Linked DNA regions of Mus musculus: region 1 is linked to region 2. The links are chromatin contacts, called in public Hi-C maps. All regions are on one chromosome and are shown on one strand. Each heading gives the region's core, a stretch centred on a gene start, on an enhancer-like site or on the middle of the called end of the contact. The rest is flanking DNA. Distances are from core to core; before and after follow the strand shown.

Region 1 (3,082 bases), core at 222-2,721, 580 kb before region 2:
ATGTGTCTGTGTGTGTATCTCTCTGTGTATGTGTGTGTGTATGTCTGTGTACGTGTGTGTCTGCGTCTCTCTGTGTATATGTGTGTGTGCATGTGTCTGTATCTGTGTGTGTGTGTATCTCTCTGTGTGTATGTGTGTGTGTGCCTGTGTCTGTGTGTATGTGTGTACATGTGTGTTTGTGTGTGTCTGTGCTTGTGTGTGTGTTTCTGTGTGTGTATGTGTGTGTGTTTGTATGTCTGTGTCTTTCTGTGTGTATATGTGTGTCTGTGTCTCTCTGTGTGTATGTGTGTGTGCATGTGTCTGCATCTGTGTGTATCTATCTGTGTGTGCGTGTGTATAATTCAGATTTAAGCCACATCAGCAGAGAAAGAGTAAGGACAAAGAAATAACAAATGATAAGCAAAATGTCATAAAACTTCAGGTGTGGGGTCTCACCCCCCAACACAGCCAGGTTTCAGGCTACTTCCTGTCTTTCCCTGTCTACACAGAAAGTGGATAAAGCATGGCTGCTGATTTGCTTGTCTCTTAATGACAAAAACCCACCAGTGACCTCCCAAGCCTGGCAGGGAAGGCTTATCGCCATAGTAATGTTTGAGTGGAAGCCCACGGGGTCTGAAATAGCCCAGTTTTCCAAGTCCTGTGTCTTTATCCCGTTTGCCTTAGTCCTCAACTAAAGCACAGAGATGTCCTGTGTACCCCCCTCCTCAGCCCCCCTCCTCAGCCCCAGGTTTCTCCTGAAGACTATCTCCTAAGAGCCCAACACTCCACTTCTCCCTTCCGCGCTGCGGTAATGGAGAAGTAAATGAGGCGGCAGCCCTGCTGTCTCAGGCGCCCGCTTCCGTTTTCATGGACGTCTACCATCTGGCAGTCAAGTCCAAGGAGGTGCAGAAATGACAAGCATGGCTAGGAGAGAGGTGGAAGGGAGGGAGAGCAAGAGAGGGAGAGCAAGAGAGGGAGAGGGGAGGGGGAGCGGAGGGGGAAAGGGAGAGAGAGAGAGAGAGAGAGAGAGAGAGCAATCCTCCTCTTGACAGAAATCGGAAAGCAGTTTCCTGTTAACCTTTATCACCAAGACAACAGACTGGAAAATCCTGGAGGCTTGGGGCCTGGCATGTGTTTGTTCATAACCTTGGGCGTTTAATTCATCCTGAACTTTCGATCTGTGCTAGGAAACTCTGAAGTGAAATGTCTGGATGAAAAGAGACCCGAGACATCTCTATTCCCACCCTGGCCGGGCACAAGGTTGAAGAGATTTCTGGGGAAATGAGGGGACTCGATGGTTTGCAAGAAAAGTTGAGGTTGCCCTTTCCTCTCTCCCCCTCCAAAAAACTAGGTCTGGTGCTTTTATGAACATCTGGTTTGTGGTCCTCTGTGTCAGTAGGGGGCACTGTTGCTCCTCCTTAACTGCCCATGTAGGGAAGGGATGGCTTCCTCAAACAGTTTACAAAGAACCTTCTGAGTTTCTGAGTGAGTCCAGGGAAAACAAAAGATGTATCTTCCGCTGCAAGGGTCTATACAGGCAACCCCAAGTCTGCTCGGCATTAACCGTATCTTTACAATGCGTGAATGTCTGGGCCTTGCTGGCTTCAAAGTCAGCCAGTTCATACAGCTAGTAAGCTACCCATGGCCATCAGAGCTCTAACTCTCAAATATGACTAAGGGGCCCAAAGTCTCACTTCTACAACCTCTACTGACTCTCAAATGCTGCCACCATCTCTTCTCTCATGGTCCCCTACCTTTCTGACCAGAGACATGTTCCAGATGACATGGGAAAGGCCCTAGGTTGGAAAGCCCATTGAAATCATAGTCATTTAAATTAGCCAATCCCAAGCCTGTTTTCCCAGCGCGGCAGTGGCTTTCCATAGAAAGCCCAGTAGAGGATACTGCCTTCTTTTCCCCCCTTTGCCTCCCAACTCTCCCGGCACCATGTGACATCACCTCTTCTCCTGGGCTCTGTCACAGGACACTTTCAACCCTTGATCTGTTGGCTTCATCATACTTGAACAGCAAGGCAAACCCCTCCCTGTGTGTGAATGCACTTGTGTCTGTGGAGGATAGAGGAGTGCTTGGCAGAGTCATCTCTCTCTGTCCACCACCTGGGTTCCAGGGAGGGAACTCAGGTCACCAGGCCTGGCAGCTGTCAGGCCCAAAGGAAACTCCATTTCCCTGAATTCTGGTGGCTAGACAAAAGCCAGCATTCCCCAGGAACCCATGAAGCTGCTTCCCTCTCTACCAAAGAGCCATCCCCTTATCACTGGCACAAGGCACACATCTGTGGTGCTTACTCATATACTAAAGTGCACGCTGGCTTCCAGGCTCCCAGCATCACAAGTACAAGCACACATTTCAGAGTCCATGCTAGCATCCTGGCTCTTCTCAGCGCTGCCTTTAGCTCATGGGCTTCCCTCCCCAGATACTCACTTCTCTTTATAGCCCTGCTATTTCAGCACCCCCTCTCCATTTTGCTCCATGTTGGTCTTCTCCTTCTCTTTCTCTCTCCTCTAACCCCATGGTCAAAGCCAGTCTGCTGGTCGTGTTCTATTGCCTTCTCTGCTCTATGCTCTTCCAGATGCCTCTGGCTGTTTTCTTCCTCACACCTATAATAAACCCTTCCCCTTAACCATACCTTTGAGCTGGCCATGCCCTCAGCTTATTCAGTCTTACTCCCCCCCTCCCCCGCCCCGCGCCAGTCATTTCTCCAGCCCACAAAATGTACATATTAAAATAAGTTATTTTCCACACACACCAGGGATAATCTTAGTGCTTTCTTCTGAGCTGAAAGGAGCAACCGTCTAGGCTGAGGTCAAAGCCAGCCAGAATGGTAACCTCCAGGAGCCATGTCACACCCACAGCAGCTCAGAGGACTCGGGACTCAGTATTTTATCCTAGTCTGAAGTTGAGGTATGTACTCCATTCTGGTTGCTTGAATGATTATACATCTAGACCTGCCTGCAGCCTTGGGGAATGGCATCTCTTTTTTACCTCACAGAGGCTATGAGCTAAGGCTGTAACACACTGACCTCTATCCAGATGACGTCAGCCAGCGAGAGCTCTGCCAGGCCCCTGCCCTGCTGCCACTCTTGCA
Region 2 (3,348 bases), core at 298-2,797:
CAGAGACCAACAGATCCCCAATGACTTTCTCAGAATGACCGACACAGCTGATGAACTAAGTTTATAACTCAGACTGTCCTATTCTCTCTTTAGAATGTCCCAGCATCCCAAGCTGGGTTCCCCTGGGAATTTTAAATCTAGTAAGAGAAAGAATGCATGAAAGTGTTAAACAAACGTGTCTCACCGACAAAACATTTGGTCAAAGTGAAAGACAGTCAGAAGAAGAACAGCAAAGATGGGTGACTTGGTGAGGGAAGAAGTTGCAAAGGACACGGGGTACAAGTGGAACTTGAAAGGATACGGGGTGAGGTCCAAGAGAAGTAGGTAATAAGGATACACTTTCCTGCCAAGACCCCATTCTTGCCTCAACGTGAGCTACATACTCTGCTTCTGAACACAAAGGAAGCAAGCCCACAGAATGAAACGCACAATGTGGCTGCAAAGTCAGTCGGCTTCTGGAAGCGTCCTCAGCCCCGCCCAGCTCTTCCATTTGCAAACTGGCCATACCCATTCCCACCGCTTTGCCATTCTGTCACCTGACTCTTCTCACTCCCTCTTTACCCCACCCCCAAATGCGGTCTGCAAGAGCTCACCGGCATATAAGTAAATTAGGGACTTTGGTCCTCTTAACTGAATTTTTGCACAAACTTCCTTGCCACAGACCCTTCTTCATCTCTTCTATGTAAGCAGGAGTATAGCCTCTATAGGGCAACTATGCCTCCTTGCAAAGGCTCAGCAAACTTCAAGGGTTTCCTATAGGATAAGAAACCTGCTATCTGCTTAGAAGAGCATACTACAATGTCTTCATCCCCTCCATCCATGCTCCAAGAACCCTGGTCCCCATGCTTCCACGTCTCTGAGTTTGTTGGTTCACCTCTGTGTCTTTTCTCCCATGGTCAATCCCGAGCCTAATAAGCCCTTGCCCTTTTCCTCCACCTTACATTGCATGACTTGAATTGTTTTTTCAGATTTGCCGAGAGGCTTCCTATTGAACGGAAAAGCTATTCTGAGCAAATCCTTGACCAGTAATAAAAATGAGCTATTTTTGTTATTGTGGCAAGAATAGCCTGTGCTTATTGATTGTCCTTCGAACGCCAGCCACTGTTGCCATTATTTTTTATCTAGCAATCCATTTAATATTTTGAACCTATAATGTAGGTTCTATCACCCACCTCTACTCTATGGACAAAGCAGCTTGGAGTAGCTCTTTCTTTTGCCTAGGTCTGCAGAGAACAAGACTCAGGCACATTTTCACACAAAACACAAAGACTTAGAAAAGAGCTCTCACTGAGAGCCCAGGGCCCAGCTCCAGCCTCAACTGCACTGAGAAGGTTTGCATAACCCCTCTGGGCTGGACCAAAGCTCTAACACCCTGTGTAACCATAACAATCTGGGCTCTCCCAAATCTGGTTTGTTTCTGACATGGTGTGGTTTGCAGTCCAAGTGTTTCCTACTGAGTTTCTTCTGCATTTCCGCAGTGCCTGCCTGCCAGGTTCAGACACCTGGCCGGAACGGAACCAGAGCAAGCAGAAGCGGCTCTCTCCGAGCCACGCTGACAGACAGAGACGTACCTCACATTTTTGAATGTCCCCTTCCTGTTTTTGCCAAGCCTCACTGACAAAGCCCCAGGCTGCCAGGAAGCCTCCCTCACTCTCATTCTTACATTTAAATTTAATTTAACCGTAGCATTACCCTGCATGTCAACAGTTCAGGACAAATTGATGGATTCTAGTTTAACTATTTAGCTGTGCCAGTGGTAATATGTCCAATCATGCATTAAATTAAAAATGACAGTTGGAAATATGTATATCCTGGACCTCAGTCCCGTGTACCAAATAGGAAAAAAGATTTAAAATGCTGTCTAGTGGAGGATTACCACTGAAGAAACATGAATCTCATTACCACCAGCTGCACACACCACATTTGCAAGGCTCCATTTAAAAGCTCTCTGACAGCCACAGCTTGGTTCTCTGGCTGGACAAACATGCCATTTCCCTTGGAGAAGAAAAAACCCAGCTGCTGCCCAAACCAAGATGCTATCTGAGTCACCAGCCTCCTATTCTCACCTTGATTCCTGGGTACCCATGCATGGTTCTCTTCGACTACTCCAGCCTTATCCTCCTCCCAAGACAAAGTAACCATTCTCAGAGACATTAACGAGTGCATCTGAAGATGGACATAGCTAGACAGTACTAATGGCCACCCTTATAAAATACCTGCTATGTTGCAGACCCTGGTAATATCCCACCCAACAGCTCTATGCTTTGGTCAGTGCAGAAGCAGATGCTCAGAGAGGGTAGGGGCATTTTTAAAGCATACAATGAGGACACGCAACGCTATGATTTCAAGCAAAGTCTGCTAATCCTAAAGGTTAGCCTCTTATCCATGGCCTTCACTGCTAGTTTATGCTTTGCCCTTGTCAGGGTATGGTGGCACACACCTCTAATGCCCATGGACAAGGGGATAGATGGATCTCTATGAGTTCAAGGCCAGCCTCTTCCACTTAGTGAGTTTCAAGCCACCCAGAGCTGCATAGTGAGATGCTGTTTTGCTCCTGATCTTGTCCATTTGACTGAACTATCCACTTTTCATCTGTCTCCATGTATCCACATGAGTTAGTTCAGGTCCCAAATAGGAATCGCAGAGCAATGAGGCTTGCTTGAGATTGTTTTATTTCCTTTGCTGTGTCCTTTTCATGTGGGGCAGGTATGACCTGATACTAGTCTATGAACCAACCCCTTATGACCAAGGGTCAGATCCCATGTCGTCACACAGCCAACATGGAACAGGTGCACATAGCCATCACTGAGCTGCACTGAAGTAAGGTGAAGGAAAAGAAAGAGAGGATTAGGGGTCCCACCAAGGACATGGGAGAATGTGGCTGCCAGGAGAACACCGTCATGAGAAGCCACGCTGTGGAAGAGGCAAATGTCATCTTCCTCCCATGCTCACAGGAAGGCAGTTTCCCTGGGGGACTGAGTCGTGGTTGCCATAAAGTCATCAGCCTTCCAATCTTTCATCTTTTCAACTTGTGAACTCGGTCATTTTGGCTCTGAGTCACAAAAGACAGCCTAACAGTTTGTACTTCCCTGCAGTAAGAGCAACAACTAAGCAAAGCAAAATGCAGAGGGAGATAAGAACAAATGGCCAAAACCCAAGTGCAGCTGGCTGAGGGCAATCACACCACTCCACACTGCTCCCGCTCCATATACACAGGTGTGACTGAGGGCAATCACACCACTCCACACTGCTCCCGCTCCATATACACAGGTGTGACTGTAGAATCAGCAAAAGGTAAATGTGCTTCATGCAAAGTCCAATCATACAACCAAAGAAACCCAGTGTTAT

The links. Hi-C and Micro-C count contacts between places; a contact is called where the count stands out from the background.
Region 1: a Hi-C map of cerebellum shows a contact between it and region 2, with 2.6 times the contacts expected there. The contact joins two enhancer-like sites. A contact is called at or near these places in 3 of 484 Hi-C or Micro-C datasets (the N1E-115 cell line, cerebellum and cortical neurons).

Annotation. Positions count from the first base shown.
Region 1 is chr2:4,491,035-4,494,116 of GRCm38.p6, reverse strand. The region is part of intron 4 of Frmd4a (FERM domain containing 4A); the gene reads right to left. The region is part of intron 3 of Gm39751 (a long non-coding RNA gene); the gene reads left to right. Among named protein-coding and RNA genes, the nearest start is that of Gm39751, 21 kb to the left of the region's middle. Within about 2 kb of position 1,471, at least 83 of the 459 cell types and tissues checked have an H3K27ac peak or open chromatin away from gene starts, as enhancers often do. A contact at or near this core is called in the N1E-115 cell line, cerebellum and cortical neurons, where this site is marked.
Region 2 is chr2:3,908,725-3,912,072 of GRCm38.p6, reverse strand. No RefSeq gene overlaps it. Among named protein-coding and RNA genes, the nearest start is that of Gm36031, 100 kb to the right of the region's middle. Within about 2 kb of position 1,547, at least 27 of the 459 cell types and tissues checked have an H3K27ac peak or open chromatin away from gene starts, as enhancers often do. A contact at or near this core is called in the N1E-115 cell line, cerebellum and cortical neurons, where this site is marked.